Regions from separate parts of the Gossypium arboreum genome. Here all the other regions are linked to region 1. A link is a contact called in public Hi-C data. All regions are on one chromosome and are shown on one strand. The core of a region is the stretch at or near the end of the contact, and the rest is flanking DNA. Distances in the headings are between cores, read along the strand shown.

Region 1 (2,661 bases), core at 88-2,587:
ACGTAAGCAGCTAGCCACGAAGGCGGCTCGAAAATCAGCTCCGGCGACTGGAGGAGTGAAGAAGCCTCATCGTTTCAGGCCAGGAACTGTGGCTCTTAGGGAAATCAGGAAGTACCAGAAAAGCACTGAGCTCTTGATCAGAAAGCTTCCATTCCAGAGGCTTGTGAGAGAAATCGCTCAAGATTTCAAGACTGACTTGAGGTTCCAAAGCAGCGCTGTTGCTGCTCTTCAAGAGGCGGCTGAAGCTTATCTCGTCGGACTATTTGAGGATACAAATCTATGTGCTATTCATGCTAAGAGGGTTACCATCATGCCTAAGGATATCCAGCTTGCTAGGAGGATTAGAGGTGAGAGAGCCTAGGTTTGCTTTTAGGTGATTGATGTCTGAGGCCTAAGCTTATTTTCATTTTGATGTATTAGATTTCTCTGCAAATGTTTGATGTAAATCGATGCGATTCTAAAGGATGCCATATAATTTCATGATTTTTGATTAATGAGATTGGAGCTGTTCGTTCATATTGTAAGAAATTAAAAAAGGGAAATTAAAATTTTATAAAAAGGAAGTATAAAATATTTTGGGTCGCATATCTCACGTCAAAAAATAGATTTTGAGGATGGTAGTGTATTTTTCAAATACTAAACAATTCATTTGCTGTATACATTCAAATTAAAAATTTACATAAAAATATAAATTCTTAAAAAAAAACAATCCTTATTTCTCTTCCATTCATTCTTTAGTAAGATATAAATTTTTTCTTTTCAACTTCAATTTGAATTGATTTCTCATTAAATATTATATATATTAATTTGATTTTGCTAAAAAATGGTTTTACTAAATAAAATTTTACTTTTTATATTTAAATTTAAATAAAATATTTAAAAAATTAAAAATAAATGGTAGAGTGCATGGTGGTGCCTTATAAAATGGCTTTATCAATAGAAAAATATTTTCTTTATAGGTTTAAAATTTAAAAACAAAAAAAGTGTCAAATTTTTTGACTTCACCAAATTTTTTTAAAACTCTTCTAAATTTTTAAAAATAATAATATTCTTTTATATTTATATATGTGACTTTATTTTATATGGTTCTACTAAAATATAAATTATTTATTTTAGTTGTTAATGTAACATGTTGGTGGCTTTAAACTTTTTATTCCACCAAATTTTATTGTAATTTTTCAGGGCATCTTCATATATAATAAAAAATAAATTATTTTCGTAATTAATCAAATTTTTAAGGATATTTTTATAAAAAAAAACCATAAGAATGACAACAATCATGAAAAAGAAATGGGCTTCAGGCCAGAGTTTTTCAGCCCGGTCCGATCCGATTTTATTACCCTAAATTTTTTTCCCGTATTTCCTCTCAGACCCAGTCCCTCATTCGGTCATTCCCCTTCTCTTCCCTATCAGTTCTTATTTCTTAAAAGAGAAAACCGATAGCTCTAAGTGCCGCTCTCCACCTCCACGGCTCCACCAGTGGCCTCCAGCGCCGCTGCCCGTCCGTCTGTCTGCGCGTCTCGCTGCAGCCCATCAACGTTGCTTTTTGCGTCCTGCTTCTTCCTGCTGCTGCTGCTTCCTCTGGTTTGCTCGGTATTTATGCCGTCCAATAGTTCATATATTTTGTTATTTTATTTTTCTTATTATTGTTTTCCACTGCTGCTTTCACTGCCGATTTTAGGGTGTTTTATGCACAAAGATTAAATTATGTTTAGGATTAAATTTTCAGTTATTTTATTTTTCTTATTATTGTTTTCTTAAACTTGAAGCTGGGAATTCCTTATTGTGGACGAAACTAAGATAATTGTGACCAGAAACTAAGATAAAAATTTCGTTGAATGTGTGTTTAATTGTAAAAGTATGTGGGTTTTTCTGCTTCACTTGCTGACGACTTGTGAGCCGGTATTTTGTAATGCTATTCTCATTTCAAAAGATTCTGGTTTTATCCTGTTGCTGCCTATCTCAAAAGCCTGGCATATGACCTTTCGTGGCTTGGTATTGTAAGAATTTTGAGCTATTTAGGCTTGAAATTCAATTCAATTCCAGATTGATCGAGTTTCCAACTTGAGGTTGATGTGATATAAAATTTGAATCGATGGATTTGCTTCTATTATGTTCATTTATTCTGTAAAAGATGAATTTAATTTCTTTATATTCAACTTTAAAATTAATTAATTATATTTGTTAGTTTAACTTCAGATTTTCTAACAGTAAAACTCTTTTTTGTGGGGTAAAAATTGATTAAGTTTTGGAGTTATTTGAGTATTAGTACATCTGAATTTGGTTTATTAAGCTTTGATTCATCAATGATCAAGTTTAAAATTTTATGGAATCGAATACAAGTAATTTACAAGCACATTATCTCATATAAACATTTGAATTTGGTTTATATCACATTATCTTTTGCTATATGTTTGTAATGTTTAAGATTAGATTTTCTTATTTATGCGATGAATCTACTGATGGGATTAGGTGGATGTGGTGGAGTTTTACGCGATAATAAGAGAATTATGTTGGCTTTGTTCTCTAGTACTTTGCAAGCATCTGACTTTCATTTTTGCAGAACTATTAACCATTAAGATAGCATTTGATGTTTTTGTTAAAACTTTGTCTTGTTATTTAATCTTATTTATGTAATGTTATGAGTTGGATTGTTAACAA
Region 2 (2,661 bases), core at 104-2,603, 250 kb after region 1:
TAACCTCTTATATTATACAAATATATGAACAACAGATATATTGGTAATGTATCTGCATAACTGGAGATAGAAAAGTATTTATGCACAATAAAACCAAGAATAAAAATTCATATTATACCTATCCATTGAATGTCGAGTTAGGTAAATGGCGGTGGGATCAATATCGTTAGTAGGACTATGAGGTTGGATGGCACGAATATCATCCAAACCAAGAATTGCATCAGCATGTTCATGAGTCAAAACAATCTAGAGTTCACAAAAGGAAAATTAGTACTATTTTGGAATTGCACTAGTCAATAAACTAAATATAAGATGGTCACTATGCTAAGCTTAAACTCACAGAATCTACACGAGGAATCTTGTGGAAAGTGAACCACCGAAGAACTTGTTCCCTAAATGTCTTGCCCACATCAATAATAATATAATTGCGTATACCATCGCTGGAACAATAATCTATAAGCAAAGATGTATTGCACCTGAAAGGATAAAAAAAATCGAAGCTGGAAAACCTTAAATTTCTTTGAGAAACTATAATCAGAAATTATCACATAATGAAAGCACAGATGTGGAGAATCATTTGAACTTGTGAAAATGAACAAGATTGTTAATTATACTCCTAAATTGCATTGCAAAAATATTTTATTTTTACATTAAGATTTCTTCAATTAACAGAATCTATTATAAAATGCATTTTTATCCAAGAAATTACAGTATTAAAATATTTTTATATCAGTTATTATAGTACTTGAATTATCAATATTTTTCTCATTGTCAATAAAATTACTTTTGCACGTTAATTGTGAGGATTTGTGCACGACTTGGGTATAATAAACAAATTAAACTAAGTTATTTTCTTTTACTACTAAATTAACAGCAACAAGTTACCAACGATATTTGATAAATTATTTAAAAAATGTCAAGACAATGTTGATATCACACAATAATGACTAGTGAAAAAAATGCACGGAAAAGTTTAGATCTGCGGTATAGAAGAAATTGTATGCACAATTAAATTTTAGAAAAAAAAATAAAGGGGAAAGGAGACCTGTAATTAGGGTTACGATCGGGGGGGATGGAGAGGGATTGGGAGCAGACTTGACAGGGAGGATCAGAGGGCTGAATCAAGCACATAGCGTTTGGGAGGGCACTGGAGCAGCCGGTTCCAAGAAAGATCAGAGCCGATCCATCACCACTGCGACCACCGTTTCCTACGGCACTCTCAAGAGCTCCATTTTGGAGCGGGTTTTGATTTTCCATTATTATTATTATTGGAAATTTGAGGTGCTGAAAAGAGGATGAATGGGGAAGAAGAAGAAATTTTACCAAAGGTGGAGGGCATTTATAGGGAATAATCCGCCCGAATATTTTAACGGCTCCTGCCCTTTTAATTTTTTGCCACGTTACAGTTGTTCAAAACTTTTTAGGGTAAACTAACTAGTTGATCACCCAACTTTTAAGATGCTTTCATTTTGGTCCCCTATATGAAATCCTGCAATTTGGTCACCCAACAGAGGAAGAAACAGAGTTAAAGAATGAACTACAAAGAACAGTGATGAAGATTCTTGAAGATAAGGACTATGTATTTTGAGATAAACAATTATGCATATCAAGGTATGAATTAATCAATTGAATTCAAATAAAATTCAAGGATTTATAAGTTGATCGATTAATGTTCAACTATGAACCATCTAATTCATTAGAAAAACAACAACAAAAAATGTATAGAAATGAAACCTAGTCCTTACTCACAATCAATGCTACATATCAGGCTTTCTATTCTTTAACCATTACTGCAGTTTCATCCTTTTATAGCTACAATGACAAGTTCAACATATATATAACTCAACTCAATTGATGGACCTTTGATCAGAAATTGATCAAAAGGTGCCTTCAATTGATTACAACTTTGCAGTGAAGTCTTCATCTCTTAAGAAGGTACCTTTAATTTGTATGTAGGACCAAAGGCAATGTTATGGGCCAAAACAGAAATCAGGACATTTAAGGAGCTAAGTAAAATGGTACGTTGACTCTCGTGCTTAAATCTTGACTTTATTTGATTCGCTCTTTCTATTTTCTGGATCATTTATCAACCTTACAGAAATGTTTTTGGATTTGATTAATGAGTTTCTTTTTTTTTTTTTTTCATCAGATTTGATCACTTGGTTTGGGACTTGAACTCTCTCCAGAATTTGATTTTTTTTTTCCATTGTGTTGTGTTTTCAAGGTAAGATTTCATTTTTCATGTCGAATGTAAATGTATCAATCATTTGGTTTTCTCATGGGACCCTGTTTTAGTATTCAATTTGTTTTCCCTACACTTGTTCAACTCAATTTGATTCTCATGTTTAACACATAAAATTTCAGAAATTTCTACTCGCTACCGTCTCGAGAATAGATCATATTCTTTGGAATAAAATTCATGCCTAGAATACCTATTTCTTCACCCATTGATGTTGACATTTTGGGCATGTTGCAAGCCTGCAGACTGTTTGTACAACTCCATTTCTTCATTCTTGTGTAAGCAAATTTTTGGTACTGCTGGTACAAAAGCAAAAGAAAAAAAAAGAAAAAATACAAAAGCAAAAGAAAAAAAAGAAAAAAAACAAAGGGTTATTGAGTACTTTTTAGTATTGATGTTTATTGAATTCTTTTCTGTAACGA
Region 3 (2,661 bases), core at 100-2,599, 190 kb after region 1:
ATTTAGAATATTACAACGATAATAAGACGAGTTATAATCATATAAGCTTAGATGTGAGTATGGTGATATAATTATACTCTCGATCCCTTTACCTTCTACTCATTTGAAATTACTACTTCTATTTTTAATCTCAAGAATCTATTATTTGATTCAATAATTGAAGTTTAATGTGATATTTTTAAATAAAAAATGTTACTAATATGATTAATAAATGAAAATATCGAATTTTGGGGTGTAAAATTGGATTCGGAATATAAGATTGCAAGGTTTTATGACACACTATTTCAGATTAGTAATTTACTACTTCAGAATAGTAAGGTTCAACATCATTAGATGGAATATGGCCAACACATGTTAACCCTTACACTATAAGGCAAAAACATGCTTGAATTAGCGTAAAATAAAAAATAAAAAAAAAAGGGGGAATTTTTTTGAAGAGAAAGAGAAGAAGGACCTGAGGAGATTAAACGTCCTTGACAACAAGGTCACCATTGATAAGCTCTCTGTAAGCAGCGACAGGCCAAATAAAGCCTCTAAATATAAGACCGGTAGCCAAAGGCACATCAATGATGATCTCCTTCATGGCAGGCTTCTTATCATCGCTAATAGCAATGAGGTAGCTCCTTCCAACCCACCCGATCCATCCAGCGATGTACAAGAACAAGAGACCAGGCGTGATGAACTCACCCCAGTGCCTCTGATCACCGCTTACTATCAAATGAGGCAACCCATCAGACCCACACAGCAGCCCGTACTTCCCGTAGTTGTCAAACCGTCTCTTGGTTTTCTCGATGGTTGCTTTGATAGCGAGAGCTGGAGCGCTGTCAGGGGCGTATAGCTTCAACGACGATTCCAGCTTCTTGATCTGCTGCTTCTCACGTTTGGCGAATTGCTTGGACTCTTTGCATGGTGTGAGGCCTGCAATATCAGCTACGGCAGGCTGTGGGGCTGAGAGAAGAATGGAAGAAAGAGCAAGAGCTGCTGAGAAGGCTTGGAGTGATGAAGCTGATGATGGTGGCGATGAAGTCTTGTCGGTGGAGCATACCACCAATGATCGTGAAACTTTGGGGGTGAGTTTGGAGTTTAGCTTTGGCTTCAAAAGGGATTTGGAGAGGTTAGTGGGGATTGTAAGAGACATTTTGGGAGTATAGTAGTTGTGGTGTGTGGTGAAGAAGGAGGGGAGGAGGATTTGAGAGAGAAGGGGAAGGATGAGTTTTAGATTCGGAGGAGGGAAGGACTAGTGGTGGAAGGAAAGATAAGATGAAGTGGAATATGAGATGTTAGAATGCTGAGTTGGGTAGCTGCGATTGGGTTCATGGCTGTTTGGTTGTAAGTTTCAGATTCTCCCTGTATCCATATCTATATCTGATATAGCTCTTATATACCTATATAATCTACTATTCTATTTAAATAATAAAAAAAACTATATTCTATATATACCCATAGGCTTCCTTTGGTCAAATTTTTATTTTAATCTTATAAAAACCTCTATATTATCAGTTAATCTAATAAATCCTAAATTACTTTTATTAAAACTAACATTCTCCTACCCTACTATTTAAACAATTCTTGGAGACATCATCTAAATTACTATTCCTAGATGGAATCCAACTACTAATTGCGTTATACTACGCCCAACTTGTTGATATTTTAATAATTTCTACAGAATTTTATGGGAGCATTTCGATAATAAAGTGATTATTATTTTTCCAAAATCGCCGAATTAGTATTCCAAAAAGCGTTGACCAAGGGACTCCATGCCTCGTCAGCTGCCCATGACTTCCTAAGTTTGTTCTGACCGATTCAAATAAATTGTTAAGAGAAAAACTGAGACCATCTTGCTTTCGGCACAATCAATTTCCAGATATCCTTAGCTATTGGACAGTCTCTGAGAATATGTAAAGTGTCTTTTGTTTCGTATTGGCACATTGGACATACTTTTGTTTGGTTAATTCCTCTTTTAACCCTTTCTAGGTTTGTAAGCAGGCATTGTTTATAAACTAATCATAAGAAAAACCGAACTAGTAAAACCATTAAGGAAGTTAATTATTTACACTAAGGATATGTTTCATCAATTGAAAAATTAAATGCTGAAAATATAAATATTGAATTTTATAAGTATTAAATTTATATTATAAAAATGTTTCATATATTAATAAAAATTAAGTATGTAACAGGCTAATTTGCCTGGGCCCATACTAAAACCAAATTACAAAATAATAATAAATCAAAAAAAAAGCAATTAAATGTCCACTATAGTCCAATTACAAAATGCTGGCCCAAAAAAACAAAATAACCAAACAGAATAAACTAAATCCAATACACCAGGCCCAAGTTAACCCTAAACCCAAACAAACCCATAACCCAATACTCAAAACAAAACAAATTTGGCCCAAGTGGCCCAAGACCAAATTATTCACAGAAACCTTAGGTTTTCTGTTTGCGCAGCAACTAGCCTCTAGCGTAGCCTCCGTACGCCCCATGCCAAGTGCCACGTATCACCACGCCAACTGGCCTCCGTACTTGCATGTAAACACAAGAAAACAACTGCAAAACAACAAGCAAAAGGAGCAAATTTTGTTTTTATTCTCTTTCGGCTATAAAAAGCCTAAAACTTTTCAATATTTTTTTGGATACTGACGAACAGAGGGAATATGAAAT
Region 4 (2,661 bases), core at 80-2,579, 170 kb before region 1:
TTTTTTTTTATTATTATTAGTAGTAACGTAATAGTATTTTTATTATTTTATTATTTTTTACCTTTTTATTACTATTATTATTATTATTATTTATAATTATTATTATTATTTTTTAAAACCATTTTACTTAATATTTTTTCTTATTCAGCCTACTTTAAATTTTTAATTAAATTTTTATTAGTATTTTTGTTATTTCATTTACTATTCCCTTTTATTATTTTGTTTAGTTCATTGTTATGTTTTTGGCCCTCATTATTATTATTCCATTATATATATATATATATATATATATATATATTACATCATTTGTTTGTGTTTACTTACTTATTATCATTATCCTTACTTTTAGACATTTTTATGATTATCTTATTATTCATTTACCTAATCCTTTTAAGTTTTAGATTACTTATTATTTATATTAATATTATCATTATCATTATCATTATCATTATTATTATTATTATTATTATTATTATTATTATTATTATTTAAGCTATTTTACAAAGCATCTATTTATTGGTTTATTTCAGGTTCTATTATTTTTTGGTTTTTTAGTTTTTACCTATTTTTTTCTTTTTATAGTTTCGTTGTTTTATTTCTTTACTCCATTTTATTTTCCTCATTGTTATTACCATTACCATTCGCATTACGCATTTGTTATTCTAGTATGCAATTTAGTATCGTACTTTTTTTCATCAAATTGCATTACATTAACCTTCACCTGATTCATGGAATTTTGTTTTAAAATAAAGGTAATATTTCGTATTTGAAAATTCAAGAAATTGTGCTCTAACGTACTGAGTTTCGGTTTCTTCGTTTGATCTAAATAACCGAATACCCTTTTAAAATTGAAACTCATGAGTTTCAAATAAAAAGCTTATTCTCGAGAATTCGAGATGTTGTGTCCTAACTTACTGGATGTGACATCTTGTTGTCTCGAGGTAAGAATTTCTAAGAAACAAAAGACAATCTTATTTTCAAAGGTTTCAAATGTCGTGTCCTAACTCACTGAGTGTGACATTTTATTTCTTCGAAATAAGAAGTCTTAACATCATCCAATTCGATTTATTCAAGTTTTCTTTTAAATAAAAAGGATCGTTTTTTAAAATCTTTTCAATTTTTCGACATTAATACATAAGTTAATCAATTAGGTACCAATTTTGGGCGTTACGAGAGTGCTAATCCTTCTTCATACGTAACTAACTCCTGAACCTGTTTTCTTAAATTTCGTAGGCCAAAATTGATGTTTTAATAAAACAAAATATTTTACAAGGTGTCGACCCTCGTTTTTCAAAATAAAAAAATGGTTTCGACAGTAACATTGCGTATGGGTTTCTCTATTTTCCTCCTTTCTACCCACTTGATCTCTCTCACTTTGTCTTTCTATCTGTTTTTTTTCAACATTTTAATTGGTGTGTATTACTGCAGATATGGAATGCAGTTAGTAAACCTAAGTCCCATAAAGATACTCCCCTCAGTGAATTCTTTAATGTAAGTAGATATCCATTTTCCTGTTTCCTAATCACCTTTGCATTTCAGTTCTATGTCGTTCATAGTTATTATAAGCATTGGTTACCATTTGAACTTTTACATGAAGGTGGAGGTCACTGCTTTATCAAGCTTTAAAGAAAAAGAGGATTTGTTCAAAGAGCAGGTAATCTCTCTCTCTTGTTACTGAAGTTTATTATGCCTCAAAATTTTAGGTATGATTGACTTTTGGATACTGCTTTTAACTCTTTTCGTATTACTTTGTTTATCCAAATACTTGGTTTTGGGCATCATGATCCATTTTTTTATCCTTTTGGTACATTGAAGAAGGCATGAAGGGGAGGGGAGGGGAGGGGAGGGGAGGGAGAGTGAGTAGAATCCTGGCCCTTGATGCTAAACTAGCATTTAAATTTCTCTCATGCAGGTTGCTCAACTAAGGTAGCACTTTTTCAAATCTATTTTTCTGGGAGGATTTGCTGGTGATAGACAGGGTGTTGTCCCTGCCGCCGGATTCTCTTTTAGTGCACAACAGACATGGAGAGTTATAAAAGAGAACAAGGATCTTGATCTTCTTGCTCACAAGGTTATCTCTTCATCCTTATCTTTCTATCTGAATAGTGTTTCTTTCCTTATCATATAATTAATGTCTTTCCATCATTTTCATCAAGTAATGGTTGCCATAGTGCGTTGTGAAGAGATTGCAAATGAGAAACTCCATCACTTATCCTCTAATGAGGTACATTTTTACTTTGCTTGATTGAATGCTCCATTTTAGTAATGGTTAGTAAATTTTGAGTAGGATTGCTAGCATTGGAAGAAGTTGTTCAAAGTGGACCAGTGTTTGGTTTTGGGAGAAGGCTGAGCTCTATCCTAGAAACCTACTTTAGGCATGTATTGTTGTTTGATGCTTTGAATTGTATGTATTAATCATCCAACCTAAAACCAATTGTTTACAGGTGGAGGAGCTCAACTTTAATATGAGACCATACGAAACCCAATACTACAGATGCGGATAACACCACTTAACACTCCCCTCACATGTAGCTCAAAAGGTCTTTACGTTAAATAGCTACCTTTGTCAACCTCATAGGGTTAGGTAGGAGGAACAGCATAACAGAGATTAGGTTTTGGTACCCTCTTAAGCATCCTACCTAAAGCCATTTGTTTTTGAGT

Evidence for each region. A called contact is a pair of places that touch in the nucleus more often than the background predicts.
Region 2: a Hi-C map of leaf shows a contact between it and region 1, with 4 times the contacts expected there. The contact joins the promoter of LOC108480202 here to the promoter of LOC108483912 in region 1. A contact is called at or near these places in 2 of 5 Hi-C or Micro-C datasets (both in leaf).
Region 3: a Hi-C map of leaf shows a contact between it and region 1, with 4 times the contacts expected there. The contact joins the promoter of LOC108480583 here to the promoter of LOC108483912 in region 1. A contact is called at or near these places in 2 of 5 Hi-C or Micro-C datasets (both in leaf).
Region 4: a Hi-C map of leaf shows a contact between it and region 1, with 4 times the contacts expected there. The contact joins the promoter of LOC108476602 here to the promoter of LOC108483912 in region 1. A contact is called at or near these places in 3 of 5 Hi-C or Micro-C datasets (all in leaf).

Annotation. Positions count from the first base shown.
Region 1 is chr6:19,975,893-19,978,553 of ASM2569848v2, forward strand. LOC108483912 reads left to right here and starts at 1,338. Exons shown (of 5, transcript XM_017787452.2): 1 at 1,338-1,593. It overlaps LOC108484012 (histone H3.2), which reads left to right. Exons shown (of 1, transcript XM_017787614.2): 1 at 1-516. The coding sequence ends at 361.
Region 2 is chr6:20,230,427-20,233,087 of ASM2569848v2, forward strand. LOC108480202 (putative hydrolase C777.06c) reads right to left here and starts at 1,354. Exons shown (of 10, transcript XM_017783108.2): 1 at 1,046-1,354; 2 at 341-476; 3 at 119-246. The coding sequence starts at 1,257.
Region 3 is chr6:20,164,139-20,166,799 of ASM2569848v2, forward strand. LOC108480583 (photosystem I reaction center subunit III, chloroplastic-like) reads right to left here and starts at 1,350. Exons shown (of 2, transcript XM_017783628.2): 1 at 455-1,350. The coding sequence starts at 1,138. The coding sequence ends at 464.
Region 4 is chr6:19,809,382-19,812,042 of ASM2569848v2, forward strand. LOC108476602 (protein ROOT HAIR DEFECTIVE 3 homolog 2-like) reads left to right here and starts at 1,330. Exons shown (of 10, transcript XR_008284313.1): 1 at 1,330-1,491; 2 at 1,598-1,654; 3 at 1,913-2,071.